3 separate regions of the Mus musculus genome follow, and all the other regions are linked to region 1. A link is a contact called in public Hi-C and promoter capture Hi-C data. All regions are on one chromosome and are shown on one strand. Each heading gives the region's core, a stretch centred on a gene start, on an enhancer-like site or on the middle of the called end of the contact. The rest is flanking DNA. Distances are from core to core; before and after follow the strand shown. Region 1 holds the start of Zbtb45 (zinc finger and BTB domain containing 45). Region 2 holds the start of Zfp78 (zinc finger protein 78). Region 3 holds the start of Zfp667 (zinc finger protein 667).

Region 1 (3,400 bases), core at 49-2,548:
CCTATGTAACCCAGATTGGGCTCAACTCTGATATCTGGGGGGTGACCTTGAACTTCTGACGCTCCTGCCTCAACCTCTGAGGTTTTTTTTTTTGTTTTTTTTTTTTTTTTTTGGTTTTTCGAGACAGGGTTTCTCTGTATAGTCTTGGCTATCCTGGAACTCTCACTTTGTAGACCAGGCTGGCCTCGAACTCAGAGATCCTCCTGCCTTTGCCTCCCAAGTGCTGGGATTATAGGCATACGCCACCACCGCCTGGCTTCCCCAGACTTTCAAACACACATACAACACAGCTACCCAGCATGGGTCCAGGATGGGGAACAAAACATCCTGACATCTTCCTCATGCGGCACCACCCACTAGATTCCTCAGTACCATTCACACGGAGGCCCAGAGCTCTATGCCTCTCTTTTGCCTTACATAGTGGTTGATTGATTGCCCCAAGAACAGAGGGGAAGGGAAGGCCAACCCACCACTTGAGAGGTTTGGTTCATGGGTGTCTTGGACAACAAAAGGACCACGTAGGAGCCCCGCTTGGACAACTCTCTGGCTGTTCTCTCCCTCTACGCACTTAGTCCCTGCTCCTTGGTATCTGACTACTTCCGAGCCCACTTCGTGTCCTACATTCTATTCTGATCTGTGGCCAAGCTGGGGTTCTTCAACCATTCATTTATAGAGCAGCGAATTCCCGAGAGTCTGGGTGGGGTGAGGTGGGAGCACCGAATGAGGAGGCTTCCTTGGGAAGGTGGGCCTGTGTTCTTTAGATGACTGCAGGGAAGCTCTGCAAAGCTTCTTCATCTGGGGTGCGAGCAGAAGTGACTCAAGAGAAACTTCTCGGGGCTGAAGAGATGGCTCAGCGGTTCACTGCCATCGGTAATGGGAGCTGATGCCCTCTTCTGGTGTGTCTGAAGAGAGTTAATAATGTACTCGCATAAAATAAATAGAAAATAAATAAATCGAGAGAGAGAGAGAGAGAGAGAGAGAGAGAAACTTTTCCCGTGTAAGAGAAAAGCCACCTGGGAGAAAAAAAAAAAGCCTCTGGATTCCATCCAGCGCCCTCTCCAGACCCGCTGAGAGTACTGAGGGCGTGGCCCGAGGAGTGATTGACAGCTCGCTCGGATCAGCCTGGAGACGACGGACTCCTGCTCCTTCTGCCTACTGATCCCCAGCTCTTCGGTCCCCAGCTTCTGCGATTTTGGTTGTGGCGCGGACCAGACCGGAAGTTCTGCTCAACGACTGCCTAGTCTAAAGAGGAACACCGGAAACGTGCTCCCGACTATCGTTCCGCCTGTGCCGAGGCTATCTGTTCCGCTTCAGCGCCCGGAAGTGCGGCCTTCAAGTTGACAAGCAGGAGGACCTGCAGGACCTGCTGCCTGAGGAGTCGGAGGTGGGGTCGAGCGGGCATCCCCCTGCCTCAGAGTCCCAGAGAAGGCTGGGGCGTGCCAGGAGCGGCACGCCTGCGTGAGGATCGGTGTGCACGTTGCGAACACAAGAGGGCGCTGCAGGATCGGGGCAGGGTGCGGAGGCGGGAAACTGGGGGTAGATGTAGCGGGCCTGAAGGGGACTCTGGCATAGATAGGGTGGGAGTGAGACAGGCTGATGGAACAAGGTGCATGGCATGGGTGAGGGAGTTGTAGCGAGAATGCTGTAGGAGATGTGGGAGAGTGTGCCTTTGTTCTGAGGCATTCAGGAAGGTTCTGCTGCATCTGAGGAGTCCGGGCGTTCGAGAAGTAGGGTATGGATGGGGTTGAGGAAGAGTTATGGGTTGGCATATTATTTGAAAAAGGAGGCCGCTTGGCAGAGACAGGTTCAAAGCCTTGGTGGGTTTGAAGAATTAATTCATCATCATAGAGGTCCCAGATAAACCCGGTTCGCAGGCTCCCTCTGGCGGCCACGTGAGGGAAAGGCCTGGAGGTGGGAGTGTGGAAGGGACCCTGCATGGCGACTTCCAGTAGGCCAGGCCAGTGGTAACTGACACAATGTGTGCAATACTCCGAGAGAAAGGGAAGGGTGTTTTTGTGTTAAGGATCTAGAATCGTTGAGTCTGAGATCTCAGTAGTCCTTTTGTAAGGGGCAGGATTAAATGGGGCCCTGCTCTGGGTCTGTCCTAGAGAGACAGGCTGGTGGTCAGGGCGAATCCTGAATCTTGATTCTCTTCCCTTAGAGCAGTGTATGCAATCTGATCCAAGGGAAACACCCTTGTTTGCTGAATAAGGAAACAGGCCCAGAGACCTGGAGATATTTGCTTGATGGGTTAACTGACAATTCTGATTCCCAGCTCCTTTGCGGAGGGCGTGTGTGTGTGTGTGTGTGTGTGTGTGTGTGTGCGTGTGCGTGTGTGTGTGTGTGTGTGTGTGTGTGTGTGTGTGTGATGGAAGAATCTGTCTTCCCTCAGTATGATTAGTGCCAGGATGATAGTCTCGGGTTCATAAGAACTATGGGGATTGCTAAACAACACTGAATTTCAGCTTGCTGGCCTTTCACATCACTGGTGCATTTTCAAAGCCCAAAGTTAGCACCTCTCAGGTGATGCAAAGAAGAAACAAGGTTGCAAAGGCCTTGTTATATGTACTGTTTATTTGCTTCCCTTGGGTATGGCAGGCACAAATCCTCAGCCTCAAGGGGTGTTCCTAAATGATTCGGCCAGGAGGCAAGTTGCCTCCCCACCCTTCTGAAAACCTCCACATAACAGTAGTTAATGGGACCTGGTTCTTGAGGTAGTCATAGATCTGCTTGGGGCCTTCGTGGTACTAGGATATGGAAATCTGACTAGGGTAGACTAGAAAAGAAAACAGCCATCCGCATTGTCTCCTCCTCTTGCAGATGGCAGCCACAGAGGCAGTGCACCACATCCACCTACAGAACTTTTCGCGCTCACTACTGGAGACCCTCAATGGGCAGAGGCTAGGCGGTCACTTCTGTGATGTGACCGTGCGCATCCGTGAGGCTTCTCTGCGTGCTCACCGCTGTGTGCTGGCCGCTGGCTCACCCTTCTTTCAGGATAAACTGCTGCTCGGCCACTCAGAGATTCGTGTGCCACCAGTGGTGCCTGCGCAGACAGTGCGCCAGCTGGTCGAGTTCCTTTACAGCGGCTCGTTGGTGGTGGCACAGGGCGAAGCGCTGCAGGTACTCACTGCAGCGTCGGTGCTTCGCATCCAGACCGTCATTGACGAGTGCACACAGATCATCGCTCGTGCCCGTGTCCCCAACACCCCGGCGCCTGCGCCTCTGCCACCACCCGTGCCCCCTCCACTAGCACCCGCGCAGCTGCGCCACCGTCTGCGCCACTTGCTGGCCGCCCGCCCCCCGGGTCATCCCAACGCCGCGCACAGCCGCAAGCAGCGCCAGCCCGCGCGTCTTCAGCTACCTGCACCCCCAGCACCCATCAAGGCTGAGGGGCCTG
Region 2 (3,471 bases), core at 569-3,068, 6.6 Mb after region 1:
CACAGGCAGACAGACAGACAGACAGACAAAGTTCTGGGGAAGTAACTGAAAGTTCTACACCCAGAACCACAGGCATCAGGAAGAAAGAGCCACTGGGCCTGGCTTGGGCGTTTGAATCCCCAAAGCCTACCTCCAGTGACATACTTCCTCCAGTAAGGCCACACCTACCCCAACAAGACTACACCCACTCCAACAAGGCCACACCTTCTAATTCTTCTCAAGTAGTAGCCTGATGACTAAGCATTCAAGTATATGAGCCTATGAGGGCCATTCTTATTCAAACCAGCACATTTCACTCCCTGGCCCCCTTAGGCTTGTAGCCATATCATAATGCAAAAATGCACTCAGTTCAACTTCAAAGGCCTTCATAGTCTATCACAGTCTCAACACTAAAGTCCAAAGTCAAAATCTCTTCTGAGACTCATGCAATCTCATAACTGTAGCCCTGTAAAGTCAAAATTAAAAAGCAGATCACATGCTCGCAACATACAATGCCAAAGCATACACATTATTTCCAAAAGTGGGGCTGGAGAAATGACTCAGCAGTTAGGAACACTGGATGTTCCTCTAGAGGACTGGGGTTCAATTCCCAGCACCCACATGGCAGCTTACAACTGCCTGTAACTCTAGTTCCAGGAGATCCATGCCTCCAGCCATGCATTTGGTGTACATATTTGTGCATGCAGGCAAAATATCCATACAAGCAAAAATAAATAAATCTTTAAAAATAAAAACACATTCCAAAAGGGAGAGAAAGGAGCACAATAAGAAAATCAATACTGGACCAAAGAACAAAGACGGAAAACAAGCAGGGCAAACTCTAAATTCTGCATCTCTGTGTCATTCAGATCTCCGAATCCTTTCAGCTTTGCTGACTGCCACGTACTTCTCTGTCTTGGGCTGGTTCCACACTCAGGCTGCAGCTACCCCACGACTCTAGTATCTCCAACATCTTGAAGTCTCCAACACAATCCTATCTTCACTTTACCCACTTCCCTCAACGGCCTCTCAGGATTTCTATGCAGGGATACAATACTCCTGTCAGAAAGCTCTTTGAATCCTTTCCTTTTGAGTCGCTATGGACACTTCATCACGTAAGCATGGCTGTGTAAATCATTTATCTGAGTGTGGGTTGCACACGCCTGTAATTACAGCACTTGGAAGGCTGAGTTAGGAAGATCAGAGTTCCAAACTCATCCTCTACTTACATAAAGAGTTTGAGGACTGCTGGATTACATGACATTCTGTCTCGAAACATCAACAAAAGGACTGGCATCTGGTGATCAACCTCAGCTCCTGTCCTCTCCTGGATGGGGTTTGGGACTGATCCTCTAATCCCGTTTAGCGTCTGCGATGATCAGCACCGACTCTGAAACTACCTTGAGTCTTGTCAGCCATCAATCAAGAGCAGTCAACAAGGTATTTATTACTTTGGAGATTCCAAGCATTTAAGTGCTGTAATGCAGATCACTGGAAGACACACTTATCATCATACATTTCACAGTTCTCTCACAATCACAGCACTTATTTCTCTCAGACTCTGTCTCCCTCTCTCACACCGAAAACTTACAGCCCAGTTCCTTTCACACACGCACGGGCCTGGCACACCCAAGCACAGACTTAGATCCGGACGCCCAGTCGTCTGAGCTTTCGTGCCCCCTAGATTCCACGCAACCGCCTGCCTACCTCCAGACAGAAAACACAGGGACCACGAGGATCTCCCCTGCCCGCAGCGCTCGGGCTCCCACTCCCTAACAAGCGCCCGCTAGCTGCCTTACCCAGACGCTGTCAACCGAGGAACGCTGGGAGGTTTCCTACAAGCTATGTGTGCGCAAGCGCAGCCTCTGCCAGCGACGACCTAAGAGCTTAATCTGAGAAAGGTGGGGCTGAAGGGGCGTGTACTCAGCGAAGTCTGCGATGAGAAGCGGGTACTACGGAGAACAGTTTCTTAGACTGAGGGTGAAGGCAAAGCTAAGCAGAGAAGAGCAAGGGTCTCAGAAGTTTGATGTGAGGGGCTGGGCTTAGATAGGAAGGTTCCCAGAAGAAACTGGAGTAAGGGGCGGGGCTTGGTGGAGAAGGGGCGTGTTCTCAGCAGAGTCCCTGGAGAGGGCGGTACTAAGTGGGTAAGGGGCGGGAGCTTATCCGTATTAGGTGAGGGGCGGGGTTATCAAGTAGGGCGGGTTCTCAGCTCTGTGTGAGGTGAGGTGAGGGCAGGGATTAGAGGAGGGGCGGGTTCTCAGAAGAATCCGAGGTGAGGGCGGGGCTTAGCAAGAACGGTTGGTCTCCGCCTCCGGAGGTGAGGGCGGAGCTTGGAGGAGAAGGGGCGGGTTCTCAGCGGCTCGTGTGAGGGCGGTGCTAAGCATTGAAGGAGTGGGTTCTCGGCAATCTGAAGGGGCGGGGCTTAGCCAGTAGGGCGGTTCTCCTCACAGTCAGAGGTGAAGGCGGGGCTTGAAGAAGGGGCGGGTTCTCAGCAGATTCTAGAGGGCGGGACTTAGTATAGAAGGGGCGGGTTCTCAGCAAAATCTAGAGGGCGGCGGGGCTTGAGGCGAAAGAGCAGGTTTTCAGCGTAGTGCATGGTGAGCCTGGCGCTAAGCAGAAAAGGGGAGGGTTTACAGCATTCTGAGATGAGGGGCAGGGCTTAGCAAGTAGGGAGGTTCTCCCCGCAGCCCGAGGTGAGGGCGGGGCTTGAAGGAGAAGGGGCGGCTTCTCAGAGGAGTCAGAGAAAAAGGGCAGAATTTGAGGAGAAAGGCACCATTTAAGACTGTTTGCAGAACGGATTGGAGCTGTGACAGTGTGTGGCTGAGTGCGTGATTATACAGAAGGGTTGCCCAGGATTCCTAGCCGTGTCGGTTAGGGCGAGTCTTGCGCCAGCTCTTTGTTAGGCTCCCCACCCTTTCGTGAGGCTTCCCTCACACTCTTTTGTGAGCCTCCTTGATGTCACTGTCCCTTACTTAACCAAGCTCGATCTTTATTGTTAGTTTTTGAGATTATAATTTTTGTAGAGGGAGATTTGAGGTGGTTAGCCCAGACTAACCTCCGAAATGGGTAACTCTTGATCTTTCTGTATCCATTCGTTTTCTTCCAAATTGAAATCAATGGTGTGAGCCCCCACGACGCAAGGCTTGGAAGTTTGATCTTTGCGGGAAAGCTTTGCTACAATAAAAACAGCCACTATTCTACATCTGATTGTCTCCTCCCTCCCACTCATGTTGATCACCTCTGGGATCAGCAAACCAGCATATGTTTCACCTACAAAATGGGAATGTCATAATGTTGGAAGCAGCAAATACGACAATGTCATAGGAACCAAAATATAAGAGTCAGATTTTTTTTCTTTTTTTTTCTTTTTTTTTTCCTTTTTCCGGAGCTGAGGACCGAACCCAGGGCCTTGGGCTTGCTAGGCAAGCACTTTACCACTGAGCTAAATCCCCAACCCCAAGAGTCAGATTTTTTTTTCTGCCTTTTGCCAAA
Region 3 (3,306 bases), core at 546-3,045, 6.7 Mb after region 1:
TGAGAGGAACTGAGCAGGAGAGAGACTAATCAGACTTTCTACTTAACAAAATTTGGAGGTGGCTACACGGCATAAAAATGGCTTTGGTGACTGTGGAGAAAGCAAATGGTGTACTAGAGTCAGTCATTAGGCAGCTATCTCCAAAAAAATGTGGACAAAGTGCAGCCAGTAGGGACTAAGGAAACCTCTTTACCCATGTGTCCACAGGAGTCTCCATTCTGAATTTAAGAGCAGTGCCTGTGTAGCCCTGTCGTGGAAATCTATTTGTAAACCAGGCTAGACTTGACTTCACAGAGACTCACCTTCCTCTGTCTCCCATGGGCTACTGTGTGCTAGCATTAAAGGTGTCTGGCCTGAGGCCCTTCCCACTCCCCACCACTCCTCTACTGAAGCCTTCAAGCTACCTTGATAAGGAAGACACCCAACAGGTTCCACAGGTCAGGGTAGGATGCAACTTTCCCGCAGGACCATTCTTGGGCAGACACCAAGAAGCCAGGTTGCTTGCCTAGGGATAAAAGGAGTCTGGAGGGTGTGTGCACCACTGCTCAATCCAGAACCTCTGCTAGAGGTGAAAGACGGCCAAATTCCAAATGTAGACACTAAAACTCCTTTGGAATTCACCACTACAACCCTACCTGTACACAGGCCAACAACACAACAGCAAACCTCCACCGTCAGCACTACAACAAAGGCCAGACTCTACACCGCACTCAGTATGTCCCAGGCATTGTACAAGGCATTTCACCTGTATTATTTCACAGTCCGTTTAGCCTTTCCATCAACACTCTGATGAGCGCCATTTATCCCTTTGTACAGAAGGAAAAGTCTCATCCTTAACAGGTTCAGTTTCCCAGACTAGGCCATCACATCTCCTCCTCTAGAGGAGCCCGTTGCCACGGTAACAAATGAGATGAGGCACGATCAATCACACACTGGCACACACTCACAAAGCCATTGTCATCTGATGGCTCACTGTATCTCTAGACTTTGATAAATAACTTCATCAGCCTCTCTCTCTCACACACACACAAACACACCCGCCAACACTCTCACACCAGCACAGCTAGTGACATAGAGATACTCAGAACTGTGTGCCCACACCCTTGGGCCCCTCTAGCCTGCGGTGGCCTCCTTTCCCACTAGGACCTGTACAGTCACCTGTCCCTGGGCCCCACAGGCCGAGTGCCCTCAGACTATGATAAACAGCTCCATCAGTCTATCACACTCACACACAAGTACAACCGAGATGCTCAGAACTCTGTTCCTACATCCACTAGCGGCCCCTTGTAGTGTCTTCCTTTACACAGGGCACACTGGTCACATCACGCAGTTGGTGGTATTCGCACCTGTTTCTTGGGGCTCACAGGCCTAGTCGGTCTCTCCCTCTCCCTTCCCCCCTCCCACTTCCCTTCTCCCGCGCCCCCCTTCCACTTCTCTTCTCTCGCGCACACACATATACACACGTGGAGTCTCCTGAAGGATTCTCATACTGTGTTCACCCCACAACAAACAATATACGCCAAGCATACACGAAGCTTCAGGCGTGCACCCGAATCAACTCAGATCACCAGAGCGACCCACGCAAACAGGTCTCTGTCTCTCTCTGTCTCTCTGTCACACACACACACACACACACACACACACACACACACACACACACACACACACGCTATCAATCATTCCCACTGAAGGAAGGCTCGCAGTCACCAGACCCCCTCACCTGTCTCCCTGCTGCGTCCTCCGTCTCACAGCTGCCACAGAACTGCTAGCAACAGAGCTCCCGCGCCTGCGCACTCGCCTCCCAGACCCCCAGGGATCCCTTCAGGGCCTCTCCCCGGTCCCCCCGCCCCTCCAGAAGGACGCAGGCCAGTGCGGCCCCGCCCCCAGGGCTTCCCCCGGAGCGCGGAGCCACGCCCCCTGACACGCAACTAGACGCTGCAGTCGCAGAACCCCGGAGACAGCGCGAGGCCACGCCCTCAATAATTTGGTTGGCTATTCTGCCGACCCGTGTGCGCCCTCCTACGCTAAGCGCTTTTCTAAGGGGTTCGGCCAAGCTCCCGTTAGAGTCCATTCAGCATGCGTCCTTTCCGGGATGCTTCTCCTAGCGTTCCACACCTCGGACTCACTGGGCTTCCACGCGCCTTACGCCGTGCGCAACCGCGAGCTTGTACCGCCAACCTCAGGCTTTGGCAAGAGACTAAGGATATCCACGCCCAAAAGGGTGTTTCCATCCTCGTTGTCGCCTGTCTGGAGACCTTGTGACCCTCAGAGGAGAGGACAGAGTTTCTTCTGTGGCTGTTTAGAAAGCCATGGGGGAAACGATGGGCACGTGAGAAGAGGAGCGTTCCACCTTGGAGTCTGATTGAAGACTCTCCACAGCACAATTCAACACTTATAAGGCCGTACTCCCTCCCAAACTATAAACCTGAAATTTTCTAGGAACTCAGTATAAATCTCACGTAAAGGGGAAAGGCCTGCCCTAAACCTCTTGAGCAACCCTAATGATTTCTGGTCCTACCTTATCAAATTATAACTCCATTCAAGCCACTTCCGGAGTCACTTTACATCTCACCAAGTAGAAAGAGAATAGGGGTAATACTTGAGGAAACCCTAGGCTCAGTGAAGGACAAGGAATGACTCTCGGGTCGCACAGCAATCACCAGGATAAGGGTAGACTAGACACCAGACCCTGTTATGGCATCCCTTAGCAAGAACACAGTCATTGGTGTGTGCACAAGTGAAATGCTGTCAGCTGCACAATTCAGTATACCCAACCTGCGTATAAATATAAGTGCCTAGAGAAAGGGAAGTGACTCATTTAGATCTTCAGTCAAGACAGTGATGAGCGTCAACTGTGACATCTGAATGGTCATGTGGGAAACAACGGCACTACTGAGCAAACACAGCATTTCATTTCACCGATGGGAAAACTGAGGTTCCAAGCACATTGGACCTTACCTGAGGCCCCAGAAATAGGAAGTAGGAGGGAAGCACAGAGGTTAAGTTCTACACATCATTTCTCTAAAGGGGAAACCAAGAGACTGAGAGAGCCCCAGTCCAAGAATGGGGGTACAGGGTGGGAGGCTCCAAAGAAGAAGTGTGACTCAGATTCTCACAAGTCTTTCAAAACCTCCATCTATCCAGGAGAAACTATGATGTTACTACCAAAAGAGGCAGGGAATTCGTTATCTTGGAGACCAGAAAGGGTGAGACTAAAGGTTGCATTCATTTCCCAGTGAATGAAAACTAAAATAAAATAAAAAGGGAAGAACATGACTGTTCCTAGGTATGGTAGATGAGAAGGTT

The links. Promoter capture Hi-C pulls out the DNA fragments that hold promoters and counts their contacts. A called contact is a pair of places that touch in the nucleus more often than the background predicts.
Region 2: a promoter capture Hi-C map of pre-B cells shows a contact between it and region 1. The contact joins the promoter of Zfp78 here to the promoter of Zbtb45 in region 1. A contact is called at or near these places in 4 of 39 promoter capture datasets (cranial neural crest, frontonasal cranial neural crest, pre-B cells and 1 more) and 1 of 9 other capture datasets (liver).
Region 3: a Hi-C map of B cells shows a contact between it and region 1, with 7 read pairs. The contact joins the promoter of Zfp667 here to the promoter of Zbtb45 in region 1. A contact is called at or near these places in 3 of 39 promoter capture datasets (cranial neural crest, pre-B cells and second pharyngeal arch cranial neural crest), 1 of 484 Hi-C or Micro-C datasets (B cells) and 1 of 9 other capture datasets (liver).

What each region holds. Positions count from the first base shown.
Region 1 is chr7:13,007,750-13,011,149 of GRCm38.p6, reverse strand. Zbtb45 (zinc finger and BTB domain containing 45) reads left to right here and starts at 1,298. Exons shown (of 3, transcript NM_001360833.1): 1 at 1,298-1,514; 2 at 2,821-3,400. The coding sequence starts at 2,821.
Region 2 is chr7:6,361,655-6,365,125 of GRCm38.p6, reverse strand. It overlaps Zfp78 (zinc finger protein 78), which reads right to left and starts at 1,818. Exons shown (of 5, transcript NM_001025163.1): 1 at 1,779-1,818.
Region 3 is chr7:6,285,069-6,288,374 of GRCm38.p6, reverse strand. Zfp667 (zinc finger protein 667) reads right to left here and starts at 1,795. Exons shown (of 5, transcript NM_001024928.2): 1 at 1,721-1,795.